Linked DNA regions of Mus musculus: region 2 is linked to region 1. A link is a contact called in public promoter capture Hi-C data. All regions are on one chromosome and are shown on one strand. Each heading gives the region's core, a stretch centred on a gene start, on an enhancer-like site or on the middle of the called end of the contact. The rest is flanking DNA. Distances are from core to core; before and after follow the strand shown.

Region 1 (5,634 bases), core at 1,398-3,897:
TATGCTTTATACATCTCTTCTTTAGTTCATATGTCTTGTATTTTTTTTCTCGCTTTATTCCATTGGCTAAGATTCCCAGAGCTAATGACCAAAGCAGATATCCTTTATGCCATTAGAAGTTTGAGTATAAAATTTCCCAAGCGGATTTAACAGTTCTTAGTTGCCTGAATTAGTTTTCTGCTTCTGTGACTTTAAGACGATCACATGAGTTCACTTCTAAATTTGTAACTATATAATAATTTATAATAACTTGTTATAATTTGTACTGCAGAGACATTGTTAAATTTGTTTTAAAGTAACCAGCCTTGCCAGGACTCTCATCACAAGCAATCTGGTAAAAGGCAGCGTGGAGTGAGCCAGCTATTTTAAAATAGAGACAACTGAAAACTGATCCTACCCTTTAGCTGTGTAAGTGAGTAATCACAACCCAGCCAGATCTCCATCCGCAGGCAGATGAAAGTCTGATAAGCCTCATGTGAGGTTGCCTGCAAAACCAACAGGAACACAGAGCTGTATCCATCAGCTGACGGATGGATAAACAGACTGTGGGGGGGGTGAAATATTTGTTAGTAAAAGCAAGTGAGGTACTAGAGCATTCTATGGGATGGATAGGACTTGGGAAAATTGTTCTCAATGAAAGAATCTCATTGCAAAATGCCATATATGCTATAAGTCTATTTCTACAAAATGCCAGGATAGGGAAATCTACAGAAAGTAGCTGAGTGGTTGTCACGGGCCAGAGAGAGGCCAGAGTGGTGGACAATGAACTCATGAGTGTATATTTTCTTTTTGGATGATGAAAATGATCTTATATTAGATGTGTGAGTCTTTTTTTTTTATTAATTTTATTTCAGTGTGTATAGAGTGCTTTGCCTGCATGGTATGCCTGTGTGCCACATGTGTGCAGAACGTGAGGAAAACGGAAGATGATATATCCCTTGGAGCTAGAGTTACAGAGGGTTGGAAATCATGCTGGTGCTGGGAATCAAACCCTAGCACTCTGCAAGAGCAGCAAGCTCCTAGCCGAGCCATCTCTCTCGCCTCTAACATGAGATTTTAATGAGGTTACTAAATTCTTGAATATACTAAAAACCAATAAATTGTACATTCGGAGTGGGCAAATCTTACATATATAAATTATATCTTAATAATTCTTTTTAATGGGAAGAACACACAGCTTAAGCTAGGTGACGATCAGAGGCGACCCCAGGGGTGTAGAGTGGAAAGGTGCCTCTACCTTGAAAGACCATCTCCAGGGAAGGTATGGGGACTGCTTCGGGTGGGACCTTTACACCCCTCACTAGGGACAGCAACCGATTGAAGTCAGGCCCTTAAGGGCTGGGTGTCAAACACTTCAGACCCTGGGGAGCCACATTCCACCCTCAATTGGCTTCCAGGGAGCACAAGAAAGTTTGGTGCAGGTCATAGATGTTGAAAGCCAATGCATGTAGCAAAAAGAAACTACCATCAAGACTAAGCAAGCTCCTGAAGACCCTGTGAAGAGTGTCAGCCACCAGCACTGTTGGAAATTGGAGACCCAAGTGAGAGAGACCAACAGTGTCACCAGAAAACTAATGTTCTTTTGTTTTCTTTCTTTCTCTTTCAGACTATAGCCCTCATTTCCCCTTGGTGAGTACATAATTTTCTAAAAATTGTTTCTAATGTCTGATTGGTTAGCTTAAGATGCCTGGGATTTAATTGTTCTGTAAGGTTTATCCTGTTGAGAAACAGGCCATATGGTCAGAGGGTGACATGCAAATTTAGTGCCTTAACTTACTCAATGTCTCACATCACACTTCTCGTTATTATTATTTTTTCCCTGGCATTTGAAATGTAGCTCAGCCACTCGATGTCCTGAGATGCATTGCTGTGGGCAGTTCCCACGTGCTTTCCTTTCTCTGTCCTGTTTCTTTTACAACCTTATCTCAGTGGCACACATTCAACACCCATTAGGGTGCATAGCACAGCGGCACATGGCGGCCTGATGGGCGTTTCTTCTCATAAGTGGAGCTACTGCCCTGGGGGAAACGGGTGAGGAGGTGTTTTTCTGAATGACATTTCTGAAAGATGCATCAATGTCATGGAATTTTGTGTTGTACACCGACAGGGGCTAGGTAACAGCCAAATTCTACTTCTCTGATGCCTGTAAGAAAATACATTAAAGACTTTAAACATCATGACCCACATCTTGTTTTGTCTTGTTTCAGGCAAGCTCTCACTACGTTGCCAGAGCTGGCCTCAAACTCAAGGTCCTTTTGCTTTGACATCCTTAGAGATGAGATTCCAGGCCTATACTGCCACCATCCCCTTCATAGCCTTTTTCAAAAACATTTAAATCAACTTAATGATGTTCCCCTTTTCAGAAGAAAGGGAGAGAGGGGTGTCTAAGAGTTTTGTTGTTTTGCTTTCTTGCTTACTTGCTTGTTGAGGCCGTAGGTCTGACTGGCCTAAAACTCACTGTGTAGACTAGGCTGGCCTCAACTTCATGTGATCTTACTGCTTCTGCCTCCTAAGTATTGAGGTTCAGGGCACACTCCACTAAACCCCACAGAATCTGAGTTTAGAAATGGCTGCAGTGTGGTCACAAGAGGAACACAAAATGCTCAGCTGATAATACTGCCCTTAATGGGCGTCACCAGAGTGCAAAGTAGGAAGTTCCATTTCCGAATGCACGGCCACCTTTGAAATATTTTTACTGTTGGGGCAGCTACCACATGCCTGTAATCCCAGGACTTGGAAGACAGAGCCAAGAAGTCTCGAGTTAAAGGCTAGCCCGGTTTACATGAGACCCTATGTCAAATAACAAAATAAAAGCAAGAACAATAAACTTCTACTGTGTTCCAGACTTTAAGGCTGTTAGATTGGCTGGCCTCCTCTCTGAGGCAAGGGGTCCTTCCTTGGTGTTTCTCCATTGGAACGTAAATGTGTACAGTTGTGCTTGGTTTGATCAGATTGCTCTTTCTCTGTTTTGGCAATGTGGGATGATGATAATCCAGAATTTCTCAAGCTAAGAAAGAATGAAGCCTTCCTTTAGCCTTTCTGAGTTTTATGGTCCTGCTATCTGTTGCATTGTTGTTAGATGTAATTGATTATGAGTGGCATCCAACTCTGCTTGGGTAAATGGGGGCAGTGGGGACAAAGGGGAGGCTCACTGGGATTGTTTGTATGAGATAAAGCTTTAATTGCCAGTCAGCAACTCCTATTGTCCTGGAACAAAAGCCAGAGGTGTTGATGGGTGCATGTTGGCGGGGAATGCACATGAAACGTGACACTGTGGATTTGAGCGGTTTGCTTTTGTTTCTTAAAGTGCCTTCCATGCTGGAGGGAAGTAGTCATAGGTTAGGCCCCATGGATTTGTCTTTTGAAACACAGGAACAGATTCTGGTTGGTTCTAAACATGTGACCTTTGTACTTCTTGGCACTTGGTGCTGGGCTGGCTTGTCCAGAGCCAGCCTTCCTTCCTCCCATTCTAGCATTTCCGAGCCTCTTGGTCCACTGCCCTGATGCCCAGCAATGATCCAGCAGCTGTCCAAACGAGTGATCCTGTGACAACAGCTGCTAACCTGGCCTCAGCTTCTCCTCTCCCAGAGCCCTGTTTAAAACCCAGCAACAGGTCTGGAAGGCCAGACCTCCTGCCCAGCAATGCTAAACTGACTTCTGTGTGTCTTTGTTTCCTGTGTGGATCTGTGATATCCAGGCAGCAGCTCCGATCCTCTTGGCCCTGACTTTTGCCTCAGCATCCATTCTGCTTTAGTCAGTCACTCAGTTCCTGGCTTTAAATATATGGGGCTGGGAGATGGCTCTGTGGTAAAGTGTCTGCTGAGCATGCTTGAGATCCTGAGTTCCAACCCCCAGCACCTACACAAAAAGCCAAGCACAGAAGTGAGTGCCTGCAACTGCGGTACTGATGCTGGCTGGCGTGGGATGGGCAGGGCAGGAGATCCTGAGGGCTAATTGGCCAGCCAGTGTGGGAGAACCCCAGTCAAGTTCCAAGTACAGTGAGAGACCTTGATTCAAAAGGTATGTGGTTGAGGAAGACTTTGGGAATCATTCACTTTGACATGAGGCGTATTTGAGGAGTGGACAGGGTAACCTAGTCTGCCTTCACTGGGACTGTGCTTTCTGGCCCTCAGCAAGATTCTCTGGCCTGTTTGGTTTCCGTTAGCAAACATTTGAAATATAGGCACAGAGATTTAGGATTTCAGTGACTGGTCAACAGAATGATTTCTAACTTCTGCCCTCTGAAACTGGCTTTTGGACGATTTGGGACTTTGGACAGTCTGCTTGGGTAGTGCAGGTAAGCTCCCTGAAACTGGAGACCATCACAAGCCCTCGTCCATGCTTTGTGTGATGGCTGTAAAGAAACCAGGCCAGCAACCCTAGCAAAATAGACACACCAGCCCCAGCAAACCTCTTTTTTTCTGCCCAGCTGTCAAAAGGCTTTCAGTTTACTGGCATCATTCTTGAATTTCCACTAAAAAATAACTATCTTAATATTGGCTTTCTTAAAAAGATTCAAAATTATTCTCTTTTGTTTGGGAAGTCCTTTAAGCAAGAGTCAACCCTTTTAATTTTGCATTTAACAATAAATTTAATAAAGTTCTTGCTATGCAACATGAAGAGTTGAGTTTAATTCCCAACAAATGTATAAACAGCTGGGCATGGAGGTACACACTTGTAATCCCAACACTGGGGAGGCAGAGGCAAGCCCAGTCCCTGGGACTCACGGGTCAGCTGCCCTGGGCAAATTAGTGAGTTTCTGGTTCAATGAGAAAGTGGGTCTCAAAGATATGGCAGAGAACAATAGAGAAAAACATCTGCTGTGGACCTTTGGCCTCTTCACAGGCACACAAACACACACACATACACACACATACACACAGACACATACACACAGACACACACATACACACACACATACACACAGACACATACACACACACACACACACACACACACACACACACACACACACCACAAGCTAACACACAAAAGACAAAACAGTGGACTTGGAGAAGTAGTCCTGTCATGCTTATCTGTGGCCAAAGGTGTTTCATCTGGAGAATGTCACAGTTGAGTGGGTTCCTGTGGTCCAGAATCTAATGCAAAGAAATGGGAGAATAGAATTTATGGAAGACAGATAACTAAGGTTTAAATACATTCTCCAGCCTCGAGGAGCATCTCCACTTTAAAACCTAAAAGTGGCCACAGCCAAGAAGAAGCAAATAACGCTGTAAAGTGATGGTCTCACCCTGGCTCATGGAAACACCAAAGGGATTAAAAACTGAACGAAAGTGCTAATAGCAAACAGCAGCCGGGCGGGCGTTCACCAGTTCACCAGCACAGACCTATGGCTCCGCCCTTCACACTTGCAAAGCTTGTTTCGTTTTCTCCTCTGAGTCAATGCTTTTTCAGTGGTGTTGGTATGAATGACCACTCGAGCAAGACAAATAATCTGATTTTTTCAAATAATAGTTCCTGCCCCTGCTCTTCGAGGTGTTGGCATCCTTAAGTGGAAAGTCACTGGGGTGACTTTAGTAGGCGGAGCAGGAGCTGCAAGCCCTGAATTAGCCTTTGGAATGGCAGGAAGGGGCCAGAGTAAGTCAGCATAGCACAGGAAGAGGTGCACCTCTG
Region 2 (5,516 bases), core at 1,901-4,400, 110 kb after region 1:
CTTTCCTTCACTCACTTGCTCCCCTGTATGCTAATCTTTCCTTATTATAATGACATTAGTCCTAAGTTAGGATGCAGCCCAATTGCCTCAGTATAACAAAATTGTTCTTTAAGGGCCAAACACACTCTCTCAAAGGGACTAGGAGCTAGGAACTTTAAGATGCGCCATCAACACTGGGAAAGCAAAGACAGGAGGGCCCCGGGCTCGGGTGTCTAGCCAATCTCGCCCGTTACTTGGTGAATCCTAGGCCTGTTAAGAGACCCTGATCAAAAAGGGGGGGAAAACTGACCCAGATCCCGAGGACCACATCTGAGCTTGTCCTCTATTCTCCACAGGCCCAGGCCCAAGCACCTGCATGGACATGTATGTGTGCGCTCACACACACACACACACACACACACACACACACACACACAGAGTGAGACATTTCTAACATCCACCAACACCAAAAAAGGATCAAACCATGGTACTAGTTTGTGATTAACGAAAGCACAGTGTTCAGAACTCATCCAGTTGGCTTTCACTCACCTAAAGGAGCGGTCAATGATGGTTATTATGTCTCCATGTCTCAGCCTCACAGGCTCATCTATAGTAACCCCGTTTACTTGAGTTGGATTGGTAGAACTGAAATTATATAATATTGCCTACGAGGAGAGAGGAGAGGCAAACACTAAGGACTTGCTTCAAGTCACCTTCAAAAGCTTTAAGAGTTGATTTCCAAAGCCAACTTACCTCTTGCTCTTTGACTTCAATTTTGCAATGTCTTTTTGACACTACAGGCAGCTGGATACGAATGTCACATTCAATACTCCTTAATACAAAAAAGTAAGGGATTTATGAGGGTATGCAACAAAAAAAAAGAAACCCTCAAGTTTTCAAAATATTAGCAGAATTTGACTAGTATGTTTATATTATAAGTGTAACGACACAAGGACTGACAAGATATGAGGGGCAGGGCAATGTTCACAAGTACTGCCTATGAAACCATAAAAGATGGAGACTTCTAGTACTTCAGAATAATTATATTAGAAAATACTAGCACACACAATTACTTTTCATGTAAGTAGTTATAATTACAAGACACAAATAAAAGAGAACTTTCTGTCAGTTTAGGAGAACTTTGGGTTTTTTTGTTTGGTTGGTTGTTTGGTTGGTTGGCTTTTTGATTTTTTTTTCAAGACAGGGTTTCTCTGTGTAGCCCTGTTGTTCTGGAACTCACTTTGTAGACCAGGCTGTCCTCCAACTCTGAAATTCACCTGCCTCTGCCTCCCAAATGCTGGGACTAAAGGCGGGTGCCACCACTACCCAGCTTAGAAGACCTTTGTAATGTGTTTATAACAATATGGGTGTTTAAGGACACAGAAGACTACTAGCATAAAATGTGCTGTGGCTAATCAATGCCTCAGTTTCTTCATACACAAAAGATCTATACCAGCACCCATGTTGCTATTCAGCTATAGTTGTATATATCACTTGGGTATGGGGCACACAGCTAATCTATGCGAGTCATTTTAGAACGACACCGAGTTGACAGACTCAGATGTCTTCACAACACAAACACTAATCCACAATCAGTATCTAGATTAGAATGTCTTTCTGGAAAGCTAGCATTGTGGTGGCACAGCACAGAAGGGACAATTCTAATCCAGCCACAAACCAGGACTTTCGCTGGTAGCTCCATCGTGAACTTTAAAAGCCAGACTATACTCTATATACTGTCTGCTTTCCTATGAACCTCTGGAGTCTAAGCATACCTCTTACAATAAATACCACATAACCAAATGCAAATTGATTTAAATTTTTTTAAACTTGTTAAAAGTATATTTAAGTAATATTGCAGAATAATCAAAATGAATGACACTTGTGACAAGAATTTGTACTCTCTTCTTTTAAACAACAACAAAGTTATAGAAAGTTCTTTACTCTGACAGGAAGTTCTTACTCTCAAGAAAACAGAGGTTTTGGGTTTCAAAACACCAGGCAGAAAGACCATATGTTCGAACCCCGTTTTACGGAGCAAAAAGATCACCACAATCCATACTAGATACAAAAGACCACAGACATTCTGGACCAGATACTTCCTCGACTGTCAAATACACCATGTCTCTGTCCTTACTCAGCAGTACTAACTAACGGCAGGCACCTCTCCCAGGGTGACATGAAAATCTGTCACCAGACTTTGTCAAATGTCTGAGAACTACCATTCTTGCCAGATCGCCATCTTCCTACCACTCATCCTGTGCCACACACTGATTGATCTTAAGTGTCAGTCGCCATATGGGACCCTAGAGATGTAACCATTAACAAGGCAGACCTTGTCTTGGAATTTAATCTACTGGGAGACAAACAAAACAATCTAAAACCTAGTCACCAATCTGCATGGTGTTAGGAAAGACGAGTTTTCTTAAAAGCATCCTCTCAAGTAACATTTCAAACGCGGCAGAAAGCCATAAGGGTCAACGTTTGCAGAAGTGGCAACACCAGCCACTGCCTGGAAGGCCTCAGGGAAGATTGCCATCCGACCGACGGGGGAGGGTGAGAGGGGACTCTCCCAGAGCACCCGAGCAGGGTTCTCCTATCTGATGTTTCCCGAAACATCCAGAGCCACAGCCGGCTGCCTGAGAACGACAGTGCGGAAGTTGCGGGACACCGACGTCAGCCTCGCGTCTACCGAGTGTAAAATCCCGATTCCATTTGGAAGCTCCCAATGCATGAGCGTGACTTCCGAACAAGCCACAGGGACAACCCTGTCAAACGCAGAGGGGGGTTGGGCCGCGGGGTCGCCGCCCCGGGTCACCTCAGCCCCGGCGCGCACTCACCTTCCAAACAGGCAGGAGCTGAGGCTCAGCGGGAAGTGTGCGCCGTCATCGCCGCTCCGCTTGATGGTGACCAGGTGAGCCGAGGACGCCATGGTCCGCCCGGCCGTCGGGACTGCGGACCAGGGCGGAGAAGCCTCTCGGTGAAGCTCGCAGTCGCCCCGCCGGGCCGCTCCTCAGCTGGTCCAGTCAGCGCAAGTTAGCTCTGGCCGCCGCTCACCGGGCGCAGCCCGCGTCGGAGCCCTCGGCTCCTTAGCCGCGGAGGACCGACCACGGCCACCCGCGGCCTTCGCTCCGCCCCGACCAGACCCGCACTCCCGCCGCCCGCGTCCCAAGTGCCCGCCACCCGCCACCCGCCGCCCCGTCCAGCCCCGACTGTCCGCCTAGGCGGTTCCGCGCCAAGGCTCGCCCGCCGCAGCCCGCCCGATTCAAACCAAAACGGCGGTTCAAATTCTGGCGCTAAGTGCTGCGATTGGGCCAGGCGGCCAGCCAGAGACCAATGGCGAGGGCGACAGAGGATTGGGGAAGTCCAGAGGTGGGGCCAGGCTGCGAGCCTGGGGGGGGGGGGGGGGGTGGAGCCGGAAGGTGGGAGGGGCCAGGCCGGTAGGCGGGGCCGGGCCAGAAGCTGGCTGGAGAAGCGGAACCCGAGCGGAGATAAGCTCCGGAAGGCGGGCAGGGTGGGGCTGGTGGGCGGGCCACTGCTGCTCTAATAGGCAGGGTAGAGGGTCCCAGCTTTTTCAGTGTCAGCAAAACTAGCGTGGCGACCTGTAGGAAGCTACCTGTAGGCTCCCTCTCCAGAAATCAAACACCGACAACGCCGCATCTTGCTCAACGCTAGAAGCTTTCTATTTTTAAAATTTATACCCTTCCTCTGCCGTTTCTGCAACACCTCATACGCAACCTAAGGTTGTTTCTCCTGCCTTTTCAGTATCCCTCAAACTGTCCTTTAAAAACTGGGGGACATCATTATAATTCATTCTACAGTCTCCCTGCTTAATGAACACTGAGGCAGTGGCACGGTTTTTCCGAAACCATAACTTAAGAGTTATTGCTGCGGCACGGTTAAGTTTGCAATGCTTTGCTGTTTCAGGGGGAAATGCCGATTAAAATAACCTGTGCAAGACTGCACCTGCAAATCCTAAAATAGGGCTCCTGGGGCACCAGTTGGGGTTATCTGAGGCCAGGTGCCAGTCAGATGAATATAGAGTACCTATGTTTTCCTGTCCTCTTTTTTCATGCTCCCTCCTCCTGTTCCTGGATCAGTGTTCTTCCAGTAGGGTGTTGTAAAAATTCCGCTTCTGGGGCAATAGAACCAATGTCTACCCTCTCCTCAAGGTCTCAAGGACAAGCCTGAAGTATGAAGCCATGAAATTTCACTCTGGGGAACGAGTGTGTTATACCACCCTAACCCAGGCTGATTAGTTATAGCATACCTCTTGGCCTCTAAACCTAAACCTCTGGTCAGGACTTCAAAAATATATTTAGGGTGCCATTGGGCCCCTTTGCTCCTATTCACAATGGGGCCACATGAATACACCCCCTTTCTGTGCTTCTCACTGTTGCCTCCTCTTTAATTAGCCTACTGAGGATGGGTGGTCCAGCCTGCCTTGTTAGGGCTGCCAGGATCCAAGCTCTACTTTAGGCCTTGGGCATTGCCTTCTCATCCTGAAACCTAAGCAATAGATAGATAGAGAGAGAGAGATTTAAAAAGCAGATCAGTTCATACACACATACACACACACATATATAGTTGTTACTTTATCATGAATATGTATATAAATGTGTGTGTCTGTGTCTGACCATGTGGATATGAGTACAGGTACCTCTGTATATCAGTAGATAGCATTGGATCTCACAGGACTAGAGTTGCGGGCAGTTGTGAGCCTCCTGAAGTAGCTAATGAGGCCTGACCTAGGTTTTCTCCAAGAGCAGCGAGGCCTCATAACCCCTATGCCATCTCTTCAGCCCTCCGTTCATATATTTTTAATTGTTTTTTAAAATGTGCTTAAAATTTACACTTTATGCTTTGTTTTAAATTATAGCCTTGAGGAACGTAACTTTAAGAGCCACAGTGTCTTCATTACTTTTCCGTTGTCATGAGAAAACACCATGACCAAGGCAACTTATTTTAAAAAATTAAAAAAACAAACCAAAACAAAACAAAAAAACATTTAACTTGGGGCTCATAGTTCCAGAGGGTTAGAGTCTATGACTATCATAGTGGGGAACATGCAGGCAGGTAGCTAGGCATGGCCCTGAAGAGCTGAGAGCTTACATCTGATCCACAAGTGCAAGACACATAGAACGGGGAGGGGGGGGTAAGGGTAGGGGAGAGAGGGAGGGGGAGGGGAGAGAGGGAGAGGGGAGAGAGGGAGAGGGAGGGGAGGGGAGAGAGGGAGGGAGGGAGGGGGGAGAGAGAGAAAGAGAGAGAGAGAGAAAGAGAGACACACTCAGGATGGAGTGGATAATTCAAACCTCAAAGCCCACCCCCAGTGATGTACTTCCTCCAACAGAGAGCTACAGCTCCTAATCCTTCCCCAACAGCTCGACCAACTGGGAACCATTTCAAATATATGAGCCTATCGGGTCCATGTCATTGAAGCCCCCACCCATATAAAGCTACCTAAGCATTATAAAAACACCCCCTACTCTCTTCCCGTTCCTCACGTTAAAGCATGCGTTCTCACTAACCTTTAACTC

Evidence for each region. Promoter capture Hi-C pulls out the DNA fragments that hold promoters and counts their contacts.
Region 2: a promoter capture Hi-C map of macrophages shows a contact between it and region 1, with 5 read pairs. The contact joins the promoter of Mki67 here to the enhancer-like site in region 1. A contact is called at or near these places in 4 of 39 promoter capture datasets (hematopoietic stem and progenitor cells, macrophages, neutrophils and 1 more), 1 of 484 Hi-C or Micro-C datasets (neutrophils), 3 of 115 datasets of contacts at active chromatin or transcription factors (effector CD8 T cells, memory CD8 T cells and pancreatic cancer cells) and 2 of 9 other capture datasets (adipose tissue and liver).

Annotation. Positions count from the first base shown.
Region 1 is chr7:135,599,859-135,605,492 of GRCm38.p6, forward strand. It overlaps Ptpre (protein tyrosine phosphatase, receptor type, E), which reads left to right. Exons shown (of 21, transcript NM_011212.3): 2 at 1,607-1,629. Among named protein-coding and RNA genes, the nearest start is that of Mir1962, 37 kb to the left of the region's middle. Within about 2 kb of position 2,648, at least 32 of the 459 cell types and tissues checked have an H3K27ac peak or open chromatin away from gene starts, as enhancers often do. A contact at or near this core is called in hematopoietic stem and progenitor cells and macrophages, where this site is marked.
Region 2 is chr7:135,713,229-135,718,744 of GRCm38.p6, forward strand. Mki67 (antigen identified by monoclonal antibody Ki 67) reads right to left here and starts at 3,151. Exons shown (of 14, transcript NM_001081117.2): 1 at 2,820-3,151; 2 at 733-811; 3 at 529-644. The coding sequence starts at 2,911.